Regions from separate parts of the Mus musculus genome. Here all the other regions are linked to region 3. Evidence: chromatin contacts called from public promoter capture Hi-C data. All regions are on one chromosome and are shown on one strand. The core of a region is the stretch at or near the end of the contact, and the rest is flanking DNA. Distances in the headings are between cores, read along the strand shown.

Evidence for each region. Promoter capture Hi-C pulls out the DNA fragments that hold promoters and counts their contacts.
Region 1: a contact with region 3 is called in a promoter capture Hi-C map of hippocampal neurons, with 2.8 times the contacts expected there. The contact joins the enhancer-like site here to the promoter of Wdr41 in region 3. A contact is called at or near these places in 5 of 39 promoter capture datasets (the 3T3-L1 cell line, 3T3-L1-derived adipocytes, the C10 cell line and 2 more) and 1 of 115 datasets of contacts at active chromatin or transcription factors (astrocytes).
Region 2: a promoter capture Hi-C map of liver shows a contact between it and region 3, with 4 times the contacts expected there. The contact joins the promoter of Polk here to the promoter of Wdr41 in region 3. A contact is called at or near these places in 2 of 39 promoter capture datasets (liver and pre-B cells).

What each region holds. Positions count from the first base shown.
Region 1 is chr13:93,795,132-93,798,372 of GRCm38.p6, reverse strand. All of the region lies in intron 3 of Arsb (arylsulfatase B), which reads right to left. Among named protein-coding and RNA genes, the nearest start is that of Mir5624, 6.0 kb to the right of the region's middle. Within about 2 kb of position 1,767, at least 7 of the 459 cell types and tissues checked have an H3K27ac peak or open chromatin away from gene starts, as enhancers often do. A contact at or near this core is called in hippocampal neurons, where this site is marked.
Region 2 is chr13:96,540,705-96,543,875 of GRCm38.p6, reverse strand. It overlaps Polk (polymerase (DNA directed), kappa), which reads left to right and starts at 1,297. Exons shown (of 15, transcript NM_012048.3): 1 at 1,297-1,549. It overlaps Cert1 (ceramide transporter 1), which reads right to left and starts at 1,141. Exons shown (of 18, transcript NM_023420.2): 1 at 617-1,141. The coding sequence starts at 712.
Region 3 is chr13:94,974,977-94,978,314 of GRCm38.p6, reverse strand. Wdr41 (WD repeat domain 41) reads right to left here and starts at 1,971. Exons shown (of 14, transcript NM_172590.3): 1 at 1,726-1,971. The coding sequence starts at 1,776.

The DNA.
Region 1 (3,241 bases), core at 518-3,017, 1.2 Mb after region 3:
GCCCCACTGTACTAATTTTAAATGATGGAGGGAGGGGAGACTGGTAGTCTGTGCTGCATGGTAGCCTCATGAAAAGAATGATTATCTAAGGCTAGAAGGTTCTCCAACCACCATCAGGACCATACCTGCAGTCACTAGTTGGTGGGGTCCTCCCAGAGAAAAGCTGTAGCCAGTTTCTCCCCACTGGCCAAAGCAAACAGCCTTCATCTGGGGATTGTATGTGTATCTATGGACATGAGGTCCTTGGCCTTGGAGAGAGACCCCTTCTCACCTCACTGACTCCTGATTCACACTGAAGTCCTGCCCCACATTAACCTCCACTGATTTCTGGTTGTTTTGTTTTGTTTGTTTTGTTTTGTTTTGTTTTGTTTTGTTTTGTTTTGTTTTGTTTTGTTTTTGAGACAGGGTTTTTCTCTGTGTAGCCCTGGCTGTCCTGGAACTCACTCTGTAGACCAGGCTGGCCTCGAACTCAGAAATCCGCCTGCCTCTGCCTCCCAAGTGCTGGGATTAAAGGCGTGCACCACCACTACCCAGCTTTGATTTCTGTTTCTTAGAACCTGGTATGTCCTTGGTATTTTCTTGATTTCAAACTCTTATTCCGATCAGCTCAGTCATAGCTGCCAACTGTACCCCAACCCTAACTGTGACCCTTTCAAGTATCCTAAGACTATAAAATGGAATCCTGGTTTGGAAAGCGTGTCTAGACACTATAGTATCACATAAAACCCAGACTTAACTCTGCATACGTACATTGAGGATGCTAATGGATCTTTTCCCTTTTCTGTTCTGCTCCATGGCTCCTAAGATCTGAACTCTAAACATCCGCACTATGGGAAGAAACCACATATCACTCATTTTTATGTCTTTAGAGGGCTCCCTAAATCAAAGTATAAATTGGAAAAACAGGAATACATTTTTAAACTACTATTCTATCTTTGACAACCAAATTAAGACATTTCTTCCCAGCTTGTACTCACACAAAGAAAGTCTTCCACTAGGATTTATTGTTTTGTTTTCCTTAGGAAGCTTCTAGTAGATTAGATGTAGAGGGTTCTTTGTTTTTTTAAGTTCTTCAAAGTGCTGCTGTTCTAATTTTAACAGAAAGTCATGCTATGAATATATGACTTTCTTTTTATAGTGCTACTACTATGTGAGTCACCCTCACATAAAGGAGAAAGGATGTCCCTTCCTGACACATGTAAAGCCATTAGCAGCGTCCCCAGAATCAACAGCTCAACTGTTACACGGCAGCTCTGTCGATTTTCTCCCTCAGCTGCCCCTTAAAAGCAAGTACACGTTAGTTGGTTGGTGAACACTTCCTGTGAATTCTTTGAATGACTTCCATCTTAGAACAAATGTCATGTTACAATCTACACATGATGCTCTAGGCACCTGAGAGCCTAGCACAGAATTAGGTTAAATCCTGGGGAAAGATGTTACAAAGATGCAGCTCCTGAAGCCAGTGAGTCGCATCACTGTCTGGAGAGCTGAAGCCGGGAGCATCTGTGTGCAGGAGCTGCCTTGTGGAAACGGCTGGGTTGCTACATGACTATTCTTTCTTTTACTTTAGTCTGTGCTTGGGGGCTCTGAGCATGCTGATTACCTCTTCAGAGCATCCCACGCGCTGGCAGGAAATGTCCATCTCCCATCTGGTGATTTTGGTAACGCTATCTATGAGCAGTGCCATGTTAACAGCACCCCTCTCATGGGATGTGAGCTCTTAAGGCCTGTGACTGTCCTCGGTTCTGGTGCCTTCTCCACCAGCCCAGTTTAACTGCCCACCCACAAGGAACCACTTCTCCACAGACGCTTCCTGGTAGCTGCTTGGTGGTATGAGGGCACCAGGAGACAATACTGTTTTGTACACATCCCTAAATATCTGAGAGATTGCTCCCCTTCTTCATGGTTCATGGCAGACATAGTTGCCTAGAGATGTCAGCATTACACCCTTAAAAATCCAAAGTGTGGCAAAGCCGAGACCAGTCACCAGGGGAGATGAGAACAGTCACTAGGGAAGATTCCTCAAACTGAGTAAAATAGCAAAGATGGAGCCTGGAAGGTTCTAAACAGACAAGGAGTCACTGGCAGGTCACTGTGTCTGAACACGTAGACAAGCAGAACGCTCATTAAGACTTGTGTGTGCTGAGCATCTCCAGGCAGTAAGAATAACTTTGTATTGTGCACAGCTTATCTCTGCTGCATAGAGTTGCATGATTAGATCAGATTGTGAGCCCGTAATACCAGCAAGCTGGCATCTGCTTGTCTTTGTACTTGTGAGAGCATCAAGCTAACACTCACGGAACCATCCTGAGTGCACAGGATCTCCATAGCGGCACCATGGACACCACGGAGAATCACTGATAAGGGGATGAAATATTAATGCCTTACAATATCTGATATCACTATTTCTTCCAAATGTCCCAGGAGGTCCTAATATGCTGTCAAGACCGGGACTGTGGAGCTGAATATGAACTGGGATTCAACATCTCTGCACGAGCTGTGACTAGGGATGGCGAATAAAGGCAGATGCTCTTGGAGTCCAAAGTGAGAGGTTACATCCTGACTCTGACTTCACACAGTCCCGTGGCTTTGAACAAGTCACTTCATTTCTCCAAGCCTGTTTGCTTAAACAAACAGCGTGTCTTCTATCCTTCTATCAAAGGATAATAAAGAGTTCCCTGAAAGCCTTACTTTGGCTTTCTTGGTATTAGGCCATATCCATAAAATGCCTCACATACAATTAAGAGCTATAATACAGCCAGCAAGAGGCACCATTGCTAACAATACCTCTTTGTGGTGCACGGGCTCTTAGGGCCTCCTGTTGTCCTTGGTTTCAAGCCTTTCCCCACAGCCCCCAGCTTATAACTCCCCCTCCCCACAGAACTATTTCACCCCAGTTGCATCTTCTTATCCATTTAATGTTATATGAAGCCACCTTCCTAGCCCACCAACCATTCTGGTTTTAAATCTAGACTTAAAATGTGCAGGTTTCTAAACATTTGAGAGAATGCTCCCCTTTCTTCATGTTTCATGGCAGACATAGTTACCTAGAGATGTCAGGTGACGATGTCAGCTCTTAAGTACCTAAAGTATGGCAAAACTGAGAACAGCCACCAGGGAGAATCCCTCATACTGACTGAGAGTATAGAAGACAGAGCTTGGAAGATTCCGTAGCAGACAGAGTCATTAGCAGGTCACTAAGTCTGAACAGATACACAAGCCAGAACCCTGCCTGCTGAGG
Region 2 (3,171 bases), core at 48-2,547, 1.6 Mb before region 3:
CTGAACTTGGACAAGGAGGGGGTAAGGTACAAAAGTGCCGCACACGCTTCCTACACCAAAGATCACTCACACCTCAAAGTTTACTATCTCAGATTTCAAGGCCAAACCCAGTCAACTGGTTTGCCTAAGTTACACCAATTAAGAGCCGAACAGCACCTGCCCCCATTCTGGTAGGGGCCTCCAAAATACAGTCTGAAAGGTCGATTTCACCGCCCTCCTGCCCAGCACTTCTTCAGACACCACGGGTTGCCCAACCCAGATTCCTACACCCCAGACAGCTGCGGCCTTGGGTTCCAAGTTACCAGATGCACCTTGCCTCCCGAACTAGATCACGGATTTAATACAAGCTTTCCAAGGTCCTCCGCCAAAGCTGACAGGATCCAGGAATTGGGGGGCTAGCGGTAAGGACAGTCCCAAGCACCTCCTATCCCATCCCTGGCCAGGCACTCATTCCAAGACGACCTTTCGGCCCCGCACCCCAGCACATTCCGCAGCCCCCGCCCCGGGACAGTCGGTGCCTCCAGTCCAGCCCCACCCCAGGTCCCGAGCGGCTCCCCCTCGCCTCGCGGCAGGTGAGTCCCGGCAGCGGATCCACGGTCCCCGCGGGGCAGCTCACCTTGCTGAGGACCCCGCAGCGCTCCACAGGCGGCCCGGACTCCGTCTCCGGATCCTCCTCCGAGCCCGACGAGTTCCAGCTCTGGTTATCCGACATGGAGACGCGACAGCCGAGCAGGAGACCGGCCCCCGCTCCGCGAGCTGCGCCAGTGCAGGCGCCTAGTCCCTGGGGTGAAGGGTCGGGGGATGGCACCGCCAAGAGAGCCCGCTCCGGGGAGTGAGGGAACAGGAAGAGGGACGAAGCGCGCCCGCCGCGCCGCCGCCGCCGCGCCTGACACCGAGCGGACCGGGGAAGGAGGACGAGCGGCGAAGAAAGCCTGCCCTTCCAGCCGTCAGCCGCCGTGGCCGTGACCCCTGCGCTGCGCCCGGCGCCGCCACCTGAACTCGGCCCCCTAGATGCCAACCTCAGTCAGGGAGGGAGGAGGGGAGGAAGACGGGAAGAGCCAAGCCAACGGCAGAGACCCAGATCCACTCACTCACACCTCCGCTACAGCCGCCATCTTCCTGCCGGGTCCACTATTTACCCTCCCTCCTCTCTCAGCTCCCTCCCCTCCGTCCTCCCATCCTCCCTCCACCCCGCCCCGGGCCCCTCCCGGCGGCTCGCGACGCTCCCTACCTCCGGCCCTCCCGGGTGACGACGGGTAGGGAAGGAGGCGGAGCCGGGAGAGGAGAAAGCTGAACAGGGAAGCCGCTGCGCTGCATTCTGGGAAGGCTGGCGCTCCGTCCGCCGCGCAGCCTCCTGGGAGTTGTAGTCGCAATCCTAGGCAACTGGTGTGTGTCCTGGGCGCGCCTAAAGGCTGGTTGCCTAGGGGAACCTTCTGAAGGCAAGTGGGCTTCTTTTGAGAGTTGCGTGCCCCTTTCCGTCCAGCCTGGCTTCCGATTCTGCCTTGCGTGTTTGTGACGAGCCAGCGAGCCGGGACGTGAGAACCCTCAGGTGAGGATGGTGGGCTGTGCGACGCTGCTTTCCGGAAAGCCCGGGAACATCTTTGCAACTTGCCTGGGCAAAAATGATAGGGACTCCGTCGCTTCACTCAGGTTAGGAGTTTATGATCTCTCCAGTCGCAAACTGAAGATTTGCTTCCTCTCTAAAACCGTCACTGTTAATTCCGAAGGACTACTGTCTATGTCTTCGGAAGTAGACTTAATATTTGACGTTTACTGCTGTTGGAGGAAGAATTCCTTCAGACTATTTTCTCACTGTTAATTTATAGAATTTTTATCTCGTGCAATTAATGTTGAGGTTGTCAGAGAACAAATAACGTTTAAAGAACTTCTTAAAAAGGAAATTAGGGTCATATTATATCCTGAAGTTTTCTCTTAGTTGTGAACAAGTATCTCCCCGGAGACCCATGTTAACCATCTTTTTCCTCCCCGGAAGACAGGATAACTTGGATAGAAACTTTCTATCATTAAGATCAAAATGCGAGTTTTACTAAATAATAAGGAATTAGGCAATAGGTAGCTATCAAATTCCTGATCATTTCCAACTTTGAAATTCCTTATTTAACTGCAGAAAGAATTTCTACCTGCTACCCAGATGGAAAAGTAAGAAATTTTGAGTGTTTGGGGGTAGGGTGGGGTGTTAAGGCACAATGACTAAGAAAAAACAAACAAACAAAACAAACAAAAACTCTGGGAGCAATCGAAGAGTCCTACACTCCACATGACAGGAAGTAGCCCTGAGAAGTTCTTGTGTAGAAGCATTCCTGGAGACTAAATGCAGTAGAATCTAAGTCTACTGTATGTCAGATACAAATGATTTTCCATCGTAAAATCATGACAAACATAACTGAAAGATATTCAAATGAATAAAACCTTAAGAGATAAAGATTTTAAGAATACCTTATCAGGGTGTTAAAACATAGCCCAAGGAGATATATGTACACACACACACACACACACACAGAGAGAGAGAGAGAGAGAGAGAGAGAAGAGGGCAAACCACTTTGTAAATTACAAGAGTATGCATTTAGATAGTTTGCTTTGCTTACTAAGTCAGATATGAATAGAATTTCTGATTCTTGTGCTAGGTTTTAGAATCACTGCTCTTAAAGAAAGTGGTTGTAAATATTGAGGAACTCACCTCACAATGCAATTTAGAATCACAGAAACAGTGTTATGTTTAATTTCTAAAAAGAACCTTCAATTTATTTGGTGACTCATTTAGGTTTTGAGTAATTGTGACCACCAACACCCAGCTCCTGCTTGCTCAGTTGAAAATTGCTTCCTTGTATTTAGTGTTAATGTTTGAGAAATTGCCTCCGTTGCATGGGTCCTTTGTACTAGAGGCTAAGATATTTTAAGTACAGGAAGATTTTTGTCTAGTGATTAGATTACCACATTAGAAATTATGGTTTGCATTATTACTGTTAGCAGAAAGCAGTGCCCTGCAGTAGCCATGCCGGAATGAAGGGTACAAGCTTTCTTTATTTCATAATAAAAATGGCCGCTGTCCAGCTGTCTGTCTTACATAGGGCCTTTTCTAATCCTTGTGCAGTGCTCCTCATTTTCATTAGCTTAATTTTTAGATCTTGTAAAATATGGGGTTTACTTTAG
Region 3 (3,338 bases), core at 722-3,221:
CTTATCAAAACCTTTGGTGTTTTCAAACCACAATAAACTTGTAAAGAGTAAACTTTATTTTGTTGAGTCTCAATAAACCCGACTTTAAAACTACTGGGCCAATCAACTCAACTGTTGTTTCTCAATCAAAGTTTGTTAGGACCAAGGAGCTAGCTCAGCAGGTAAAGGCACTTGTCACTAAGTCTGATGACCTGAGCTCCGTCCCGGGGACCCTCATGATGGAAGGAAAGGAACTGACCCCTACAAGCTATCATGTACATTCTCTCTCACACACATTCACATACTCTCTCACACATACACGCATACTTACACACATGCAAACACAATGCTTTCAGACAGACATATGCAAACACAGATGCATACACTCAAACATTCAACATGTGCACTCCCACACAGAAACACACGCATAAACACACATAAACACACACACACACACGCTTTGTTAGAAACAAAGCTGCAGACTAAATGAATCAAATACAGACAAACGCAGCCCACTGCAAGCACTCAGATGTCTGCTTTAATGATTAAATGTAGTAGTGAAAGCAGACTCATGTGTCCTCTGGGCGACAAGACTGGGGGACAGGTCCTGCATGCAGAGTCCTCCAGAAGGCAGCACAGCAGCCTGTGCTAACGACACACACCTCGTAACTTAACTCTACAGGGGAAGTCTCAATTGGCCCCCTTTCTGGAGGCAAATTCAGTACAATTTCACCATAAGAAGCTTTGTTCTTAACCAAGGTTTCTTAAGTCTGACAAGCGAGTTTGGACTACGTTAAGTTTCTGTTCCTGAGACCTCTCCTGGGTGTTAGGATAGACAGCAGCATCCTTCTTCTATACACAGTGCCCCCATCACACCTACCCATGGCCAACAGTAGACACTGTACTATCCTCTGGGGACAAGATTACCCCAGGACTGAGAATCACTTAGACTGGAAGGCTGACTGTAATTCATAAGTAATGTTCTCTCATTCATTAGGAAAAATCACCAGCTCTTATAGTGTACATATTCAAGGCAGTTACACAATTGAAGTACTTTTGTGTGGAAAAGAAAACGTAAGATCCAGCATGCTATCCCATGGTGATGGTTTTGCATTTATCTGGTCTCTTTTCTAGCTGTCACTCAATTATGTGAGAGTTTTACCAGGTATGACAGAACTGAATAAAATAGTGTATTCACTAAATAAGCAAATAGTCAAATATATGTTATGTGTCCATTCAATAATCCACAATTCTTCCATAACCCTAAGGACTTCAAATTATATAAAATAAGTGATTTAAAAAAATCACGTGTCAATGTCAAAGCTATGAGGAAGTTAAAACTGCCAAGTTTGCAATAATCCAAACTGTAAAATGCTTCCTATAAGGAAGGAAGTGTAACACAAATTGTTGTGTGGCACATGAAGTAAATTTCAGATGTCAACATTTTTAAGGTGACAAAATTATTTTTTCAATGTGACGATGAGACCATACATGTACTAAATAAACAGAAATCATTTTCTCACTTAGCTTCTCGGAAAGCAACTAGTTAAATTTACGTTCCTTAAGCAAATTCGAGTCCCGGCTGAGAAGACTTATCGGTTCAAATAAATCAAGAGTGGCAGTCACTCCTGCTGGTTTGTAGTTAAGTCCCAGTTTCTTAGCAGAGGCCAGGTGGCCCTGAGCAGCCGCTTCCGGCGCTCGCCGCAGGCCCCGCCCCGGCCCCGCCCCCGGGCCCCCGCGCATTACCTCGGCTAGGCCCTGCGGCTCGCGGCCTCCTCCGATCAGCCAGCGCAGCATCGGGCCGGGGCGTCCGCGGCCCACGGAGCGAGGGCCGCCGCGGCGCAGGTGCTGGGGCTGCGGCCGAGTGAGCCTGGGGCGAGGCAGCGGGAAAACAGAAGTCTCGTTGGGGCGCCCGCACTGAAGGCCGCGACGGCGGAGGCGGAGGTTCCGCGTCCCCAGTGAGCACGCGCGTGGGCGCCGCGCGGTTGGCGCAAGAGCTCAGGTCGCTCGGGCGCCCCCTAGTGGGCGTGCGCTGCGGCCATGTCGCCGCAGGACCAGCGCTTGTCTAAATCCTGTGTAGCTACGGCGCCCCTTAAACACACTAGCAAGTCTCCTGGTTTCCCAACAGCCAGATGGAGAGGGTGTGCCTGCAGTAGACTTCTGCTCCTGGACGAATCTAGTGGCGTTCTTGTACACCAAGCAGCCAACATTGTGTGCCACAGAATAAGGACTGTACCAAACCCTAACGCCTCCCTTTTTACAGACCAAGAAACTGACCCGCTTAAAGATTAAGTAATGTGTCTAAAGATAAAAGCCAGCAGGTGGCCATGATGGAATTAAGACTTGCTCGGTAAACTTCAAAACCGGTTCTTACACATTGCCTGGACTGTCTTCCAAAGCAGGAAGTATAAAGCGAAGGAATCCGTTCCCTGGCTGTGCTGCTGAAACATGGAGCGACATTTCTAGCTCCAAACATTCTATGTCAGCCTCTAAATTTTCTTAATAGTTACACGACTGGTTATACAACCTGGCTTCGTATCAAAAATTACCTGGACACTTTTGAAAATGTAGACTAGGAAAAGCAATCTCTAGTTGGCACATAGAAATCAAAGTTTGAGGGGACTAATATCCAATATATATATAAAAAACCCAAGAAGGTAGACTCCAGAAAATCAAATAACCCCATTAAAAATGGGGCTCAAAGCTAAACAAAGAATTCTCATCTGAGGAATACCGAATGGCTGAGAAGCACCTGAAAAAAATGTTCAACATCCTTAATCATCAGGGAAATGCAAATCAAAACAACCCTGAGATTCCACCTCTCAACAGTCAGAATGGCTAAGATCAGGTGACAGCAGATGCTGGTGAGGATGTGGAGAAAGAGGAACACTCCTCCATTGTTGGTGGGATTGCAAGCTTGTACAACCACTCTGGAAATCAGTCTGGCAGTTCCTCAGAAAATTGGACATGGTACTATCGGAGGATCCCACAGTACCTCTCCTGGCCATATATCCAGAAGATGTTCCAACTAGTAAGAAAGATACATGCTCCACTATGTTCATAGCAGCCTTATTTATAATAGCCAGAAGCTGGAAAGAACCCAGATGCCCCTCAACAGAGGAATGGATACAAAAAATGTGGTACATTTACACAATGGAGTACTACTCAGCTATTAAAAAGAATGAATTTATGAAATTCCTAGGCAAATGGATGGATCTGGAGGGCATTATCCTGAGTGAAGTAACTCAATCACAAAAGAACTCAAATGATATGTACTCACTGATAAGTGGATCTTAGCCTAGAAACTTAGAATACCCAAGATATAAGTTACAATTTGCAAAACACATGAAACTCAAGAA